Regions from separate parts of the Mus musculus genome. Here region 2 is linked to region 1. Evidence: chromatin contacts called from public promoter capture Hi-C data. All regions are on one chromosome and are shown on one strand. Each heading gives the region's core, a stretch centred on a gene start, on an enhancer-like site or on the middle of the called end of the contact. The rest is flanking DNA. Distances are from core to core; before and after follow the strand shown. Region 1 holds the start of Dll1 (delta like canonical Notch ligand 1). Region 2 overlaps Fam120b (family with sequence similarity 120, member B).

The links. Promoter capture Hi-C pulls out the DNA fragments that hold promoters and counts their contacts.
Region 2: a promoter capture Hi-C map of liver shows a contact between it and region 1. The contact joins the enhancer-like site here to the promoter of Dll1 in region 1. A contact is called at or near these places in 2 of 39 promoter capture datasets (embryonic stem cells and liver), 5 of 484 Hi-C or Micro-C datasets (embryonic fibroblasts and liver), 7 of 115 datasets of contacts at active chromatin or transcription factors (embryonic fibroblasts, embryonic midbrain, embryonic stem cells and 2 more) and 3 of 9 other capture datasets (adipose tissue, liver and pancreatic islet).

The regions. Positions count from the first base shown.
Region 1 is chr17:15,374,024-15,377,804 of GRCm38.p6, reverse strand. Dll1 (delta like canonical Notch ligand 1) reads left to right here and starts at 1,982. Exons shown (of 11, transcript NM_007865.3): 1 at 1,982-2,618; 2 at 2,846-3,139. The coding sequence starts at 2,565.
Region 2 is chr17:15,430,147-15,433,489 of GRCm38.p6, reverse strand. It overlaps Fam120b (family with sequence similarity 120, member B), which reads right to left. Exons shown (of 11, transcript NM_024203.3): 10 at 1,862-1,913; 11 at 1-1,723. The coding sequence ends at 1,873. It overlaps Gm49668 (a long non-coding RNA gene), which reads left to right. Exons shown (of 3, transcript XR_003952352.1): 2 at 1,649-1,750. Among named protein-coding and RNA genes, the nearest start is that of Gm49668, 4.3 kb to the left of the region's middle. Within about 2 kb of position 1,724, at least 71 of the 459 cell types and tissues checked have an H3K27ac peak or open chromatin away from gene starts, as enhancers often do. A contact at or near this core is called in liver and pancreatic islet, where this site is marked.

The DNA of each region.
Region 1 (3,781 bases), core at 733-3,232:
GGGTCATCAGAAAAGGAGCTGTAATTTCAGTTGCCAGATGGCCCAACACAGATGATTCTGCCCAGTAACTGCTAGATTCTTGTTAGCAGTGTTTCTCTGGGCATGCGAAGGTTTTCCTCTCTTTCTGTGCATTATATACATCTTGCTCCAGATACTGGCCTAAATGATCAAGCTACTCTGCCAGGACAGGGCTCATTCTCACCAACAGGACAGCAACACCTACAGTGAGGACACCTGTCAGGTACACCCTAGGGGCTGTGCTACAATCAAAGGAACACTAGCTCCAAGAATCACACCTCGGGATTCTAATGAAGCTGCCTAGGTGGTGGGGGTGGAGTAAAGAGGCCCCTCTAAAGATGGGAATATACAGCTCATGGCATGCTCAACACAAAGCTAGGTGCTAAGTCAGAGACTATATCTCCATTTACTTTTCTCTGGAGCTTGTAACCAGGGGAGCCGTTTAGGTAATTCATTGTGATACGTGTGTCCTGGGCCCTCCCAATAAACTCATTTCCCTTAAAAAAAAAAAAAGAAAAAAAAGAAAACAAAAGTTCTAGTGTCTGATGGATGTGTAAAAACCTAATAAGGTGACGGTTGTGTAAAGGTTATGTGTTGGGGGGTGAGGTGGGGGGAGTCTTTCAAACATGTGCCGGACATTGTCGCAGAGGCCGCGGCGTGCGCGGAGGGGAGCTCTTTCTCTCCGCATTGTGCAGAGAGCAGGTGCTGTCTGCATTACCATACAGCTGAGCGCACAAAGAGCCACTGATTCAGCCTCGCACAATAACAGACTGCCTTAATGACAGCCACGCGAACGACACACACCAAACTCACTTTTTACCAAGCAGAGGGAGGCCTGAGGGGAATACCCAGGAGAGTGGGACCGGACACCAGTGAAGGTGGTGTTGGTTGAAAATCTCCCGGGAGAGGGTGTGTACACCGGGAAAGGGGTAAGCTTAGCTTTTGGCTCTGCTGGCTCAGGGAATACACTATCCGGACCCCAATTCCCCATTTCCAGTGATCGTGGACAACACGGAGACAGCAGCGCTCCGGGACACTGCGGTGTCTGGGGGTGTCCGGCCCGGATCGCTAGCCCATCGGCACTCTCCGAGGCTCAATCGCCAGGCTTCACCAGAGGTATAAGCGTGCCTAACCTCCCCAAACTTCCCAAACTGCCGGGGTGCTCTTGCCACCCTTTGCCCACCTCTTCAAGGGTCCCTTTCCTACCGGGCACCCCGCCCCCGCCCCCTCCGGGAGACTCCTCCTTAGAAAGAGGCTGCCAGGGAGGAGGGGCAGCAGCAGGGACGCGGGCCTCTAACCTCTCCCCGGTTCCTCAGTCCCTAGGACTGAACAAACGAGGAGAGCCTAGGCGGCTAGTGTTGGAAACGCCAAGGTCCGGAGGCCGCGTCCTGCGAGCGAGTCTAGCGGTGACCGCGAGTGGGAGGCTCAGGCCGCCCAGCGTGCCTAGGGTCTTCGGGCCTGTGGCGGTGGGGCGGTGGGCGACGCGGCCTCAGCTCCAGCTCCGGGAGCAGAGCGGTTCGTCTCCGGGAACGTTTTGCAGGAATGTAAATGAGCGGGTTTTGCGCTGGGGGAGGGAGGCGAAGGGGCGAGGGCGGAGGCAGAGAGGACTAGGGGGCGGGGAGGTGGGGGGCGGGGAGGAGGGTTGCACATTTTACAGCTCACTGACCATTTGGCGATCCATTGAGAGGAGGGTTTGGAAAAGTGGCTCCTTTGTGACAGCTCTCGCCAGATTGGGGGGCTGCTCATTTGCATCTCATTAGTTATGCGAGCGGCCGGCAGGATTTAAGGGTGGCAGGCGCCAGCCCGGGCCAGATCCTCCGGCGTGCACCCGCGGTTACCCTGTCTGACCAGGGCAGGTCACGGGAGAGCACCGGTGCGGCACGGAGCCTCCCACGCTTCGGCCTCCGGTCCTCGGTGTGTGTTCTCGCATGGCATTGGCTGAATTCTTGAGGAAGACGCGAGGCTTGGCGATAGTGCAAGAGATACCGGTCTAGAACACTCTGGGAGCGGCAGCGGCTGCCGAGTGACGCCGGGCCGGGAAACCAGGGCGCGCGCCGCAGTCCTTGCCACCACCGTTCCCACCGCGCCCCTCGGGGCCCCGGATTATCGCCTCACCGGTGGGATTTCCAGACCGCCGCTTCCTAATAGGCCTGCGAAGGAAGCCACTGCAAGCTCTCTTGGGAATTAAGCTGAACATCTGGGCTCTCTTCCCTCTGTGTCTTATCTCCTTTCTCCTCTTTCCCTCCGCGAAGAAGCTTAAGACAAAACCAGAAAGCAGGAGACACTCACCTCTCCGTGGACTGAAAGCCAGACGAAGAGGAAACCGAAAGTTGTCCTTTCTCAGTGCCTCGTAGAGCTCTTGCCGGGGACCTAGCTGAAGGCACCGCACCCTCCTGAAGCGACCTGGCCCTGATAGCACACCTGGAGCCGAGAGACGCCTTTCCGCCAGTACTCCTCGGGTCATATAGACTTTCCTGGCATCCCTGGGTCTTTGAAGAAGAAAGAAAAGAGGATACTCTAGGAGAGCAAGGGCGTCCAGCGGTACCATGGGCCGTCGGAGCGCGCTAGCCCTTGCCGTGGTCTCTGCCCTGCTGTGCCAGGTAGGGGGCCGGGCGGGGCTGCTGCGCGGTGGAGGGAGGGGAGTCGGACCAGCCGATCAGCTGTCCATCCCCAAGTGACTCCGGCAGCGACGACCCCGAGAGCTGCCCGGCAGCGGGCAGCTCCGGATGGGCGCTGAGGTGCGCTCGGCCTCTGCGTCCTAGCAAGGGCCCGCGCGCCCCCGGGTCCCTCCGCCGCCGGCGCGACCTCACGCCCCTTCCCCGCGCAGGTCTGGAGCTCCGGCGTATTTGAGCTGAAGCTGCAGGAGTTCGTCAACAAGAAGGGGCTGCTGGGGAACCGCAACTGCTGCCGCGGGGGCTCTGGCCCGCCTTGCGCCTGCAGGACCTTCTTTCGCGTATGCCTCAAGCACTACCAGGCCAGCGTGTCACCGGAGCCACCCTGCACCTACGGCAGTGCTGTCACGCCAGTGCTGGGTGTCGACTCCTTCAGCCTGCCTGATGGCGCAGGCATCGACCCCGCCTTCAGCAACCCCATCCGATTCCCCTTCGGCTTCACCTGGCCAGTGAGTGGGCACCTGCGCGCACTCGGCTGGGTCTGGAGGGGTAGGGGTGGCTGGTTGGTGGTTGGCAGTGGGAAGAAGGCAAGGGCCACTGATAAGGGTTGGGGAATCCCACAAAGACACGCCTGAGGTCTTGACTTCTTACTGGGAACTGACTGGCAGTTGAGGAGGGGGTGTGGAACCCCAGAGGCTTTTGCAAGCCCTGGGCATTTCTCACACACCTCCTACTTACCTGAAAGGTCGAATGCTTCCCTCCCCTACCCCCAAAGTTGGGAGAGTTCTTGTCCCCTAGCTCTTAGGCCTTGGTTGGGTTGCTACCAGTGCTGGGGCTGCTCTCCATCCTCGAGGTTCCACCCCCAGAAAACAAATGACAGCTGCCCTCTCCTCTTCCTGCACCCCACCTTGCTCCATCAAGTACTCTCCCCCCTTTTTAAAATACAATTTCCTGTATTAACATGTTTTTAAAAAACCAAACCCACACACGGTGTGTGTGTGGGGGGGGACACTCTTTAAAATTCTTCTAATTAAGGAAAGTGATAGGAGTTGACCTTCATTGGCACAACACAGAGATCTGAGAGCCTCTGTACTTGGTTCTCTTTAATGCCTCTCCTCCTCCTCCAGCTCCTCCTCCTCCCACTCCTAGTC
Region 2 (3,343 bases), core at 475-2,974, 56 kb before region 1:
GAAAGCTCTAAAGGTGATAAATATTCCATCAACACAGTGGCCTATTTAAACTTGTGACTGACGTACTCATGCATTTTATTGACAAGTGTCAGGATGCAGTTTCCATGACGGAAAACAACTTTCATAGAAATAGACTTTCAACTTAAGAGATCAGAATCTGAATTAAAAGTTACACAAGTAGACAGCAAGGAAACAGGATTTCTAACGGCAGCAGTGTTTGAAGAGGACGGTATTCGAGGGAAGGACCAGAAGAGCCAAACTAGGCAGCAAAGTCATGGCAGCTACAAGCTCTGCAGACACACTATGCTTAAGTCCTGCAGGAGCAGAAGGAAGCTGAACAAATACAACCATGTTCAAATGCAGGCGAGATACCTTTCTGGTAAACACAAGAATCTCAAGGAGAAACGCAAGGCCTCTCTCTGCACAGCATGGTTGAGCCAGTGGTCTGGAAAACTGTCAGCGTAAAGGTGACAAGGTACATTTTTAGAAGCGTTATTAAAATCTTAGACAGGAGCACTGAAAGGATACATCTTCCAGTGACCAAAGTGCTTGCATCTCCTGACGGAACTCAGTGTCCCCAGAGATACGGCAGGGCCATAAGGGCCCTGGACAGGCACAGATACTCTTGGATCCCCAGTGGAGATGGATAAGAACCTCAAAGAGGATCTTACTTTTTAAGCTTAACCCACTATGCTTCTTTTAAAAAAAAAAATTCTTTTTTTTTTTAAACTTATTTATTTCATCTTTATGGGTGTTTTGCCTGTGTGCATGTCTGGGCATCACTGTGTGTCTGCCTCTCACAGAGGCCAGAAGAGGCTTTCGATCCCCTGGAACTGGAGTTTCAGACAGTTAGTTGTGAGCCACCGTGTGGGTGAGGGGAATCTGGAAGAGCAGACCCTGTTCTTAACCGCTGAGCCAGGTTTCCTCCAAGCAGAACCAACTCGCCCACAAGAGAGCAAGAATTTATTTAGTTGCTTTTTTTTTTCTATCCAAATACTTTGTGGATCAAGAAAAAAAAATAGATGAATACTTACTTTTGTTAGATTTTCTAATGAAAAAGTAATTTCTGACAGATTGCATAGCTATTAGATATCATGGTTGGTGGTCTGAATGAGAATGGCCCCATAAGCTAGTATGTTTGAAAGCTTGGTCTCCAGTTGGTGGGAAGGACTAGGAGGAGTGGCCTTACTGGAGGAGGTGTGGCTTTGCTGATGGAGGTGTGTCACTTGGGGGGTGGGCTTTGAAGTTTCAAAACCCTGAGCCATTCCCAGTTGGCTCGTCCTCGCCTGGCTCCTGTCACATACCCCAACATGATGGTCCGAGGCTCTACCACCCTATGGAACTCTAAGACCCAAATCAAATGCTCTCTTCTGTAAGTTGCTTTGTTCACAGTGCCTTTTCACAGTAACAGGAAAATAAGAAGACATCATGAGTTCAAAGACTAATGACTTGAGGAAACATTTTCACAATTTAATAGTAAGAAAATGTTTGGAGTTAGACTCCTGCTAAGGTCAGGAGAGCATTCTCAATGATAGTGTCAAGTGTTCTGGATCATGGAGTCAGGAGCAACCTCTGAAACAAACCAATGGGATATTTTTATAGTTTGTGTAGGAGAAACCTCTGAAAAGCAATTTTCCTTCCTTTAAAGGGTTGCCCCAGTTGCTGTCCTTGTTGCTGAGACCGGAGGGCAGAGTCTGGACATTGATCCTGTTTCCACACTCTTCTGGAAGAAGCAAACATCTTCGATTAGGTTGGTAGATCCCAATCGGGAAGCTGGCCCATGTGACATATTAACCACTTGGCCCTCAGCTTTAAAGACAGAACATCTACTGGTTCACTGAGAGGCTGGGAAGTACTTTACCTGTACAGCATCTAGTATCTTCTCCAGTGGTTACGCTCATGCTGTCTGCCCCCTGTACCAAACAGAGATGAACACCAGAGTAAGAAGAAATGTCTCCACACACCAACTCAAAGAAGCGGCATGGCTCTAAGCACACATAAAGACGAATTGCTGAGCTGTACTGGAAGACAGAACATTTTTCAGTTGTGACCACCTGTCATTAAATTTTGCTCTATAATTATTCCATTAGAGTGGAAGCAATTAATTAGGAGGCATTGCTATTAGTAGAAGGAAACTGTCAAAATTGTTTCTCTTGGTGCCAGTTCTGACCATCTGCAGGACATCTAGATGTTTATTACTGCTAATGACTTTGGAAATGGAAATTCATATGCAGATGGCTCTCAGAGGACTTCCTGCCAAGCACAGAAAAAGCGACGTGTGGCTTTTCCAGGGCTGAGCACACAAGTGCCCCAACCCCACAGTGTAGCTGGCCACTTCCTGCCTCTGACAGACACGGGGGGTTGGGAAGGGGCTTGGAGCAGAACTAGCCTTGAAGGAAACAGAGTTTCCACATCTTAAAAACAACCCTTTTTTGGTTGGGCATGGTGGAACTCAGGACTCTCAGGCAGGTGGATCTCTGTGAGTCCCAGGCAGGATAATGCCACATAGTGAGATCCTGTCTCAACACCACCACCACGCTTTTCTGTAAGTCTTGCTCTGGGCTTTCTTTGGTACCTGGAAGTGATGGCTTTAGCATGCACTGCCTAATGACCCCTAAAGTGTGAGGGTGACAACCCAAACAGGTGTCCAGATGAACACAACCTTCAGCACCCCTGCCATCGAAGCTCTCACCCCTGTGGTTTCCTAGTGTGCAGGCCCCTCTCAGTCACCCTGAGAAGAGGGAGAGTGAAGAGTCTCATGAAGTTTACAGCTCTTAGTGGAATGTAACACATTTCTCCTCACCAGCTGGGCTGAATGATAGCCAGGGGCAGGCCAAAGCTTCAACTCAGGCGCCATTTGTTCACAGGGTGACTGAATCGGCCCTAGACTTTGATGTTGGCTACCTGTGGGGTGTACCCCACCCCATCTGCCAGGCCATAGTCCCTGCAGTGACCCTGACGGCTCACATTCACGAAGTTATGTTATTATTGCATGTTGTGAACGTGTGGCGACTATGCCCATGATGAACACTGCCAATTTGAACATAAGCATTTTGAGCCTTTTCTAACATGAAGAGTTTTGTCTATTTTTTTTTCTAATCTTGAAATAGTAACACCTTTCTACTTTATATGTTGTAGAGATGAAAAGTATTAAAGTTAGGAAAACCCCACTAGGAAAATGTGCTGGCCCAAAACACAAGCCCAGTCATGTCACCAAAAAAGTAGATTGCTTCATCTTTAAAACAACAACAAAAAGCTCCAATTAAGGACCAACTGTACAAAAGAGCACATAAGCAAACTGTGACACAGCAGTAGCAGCAGGTGGCCTGTGGACTTTCTTCCA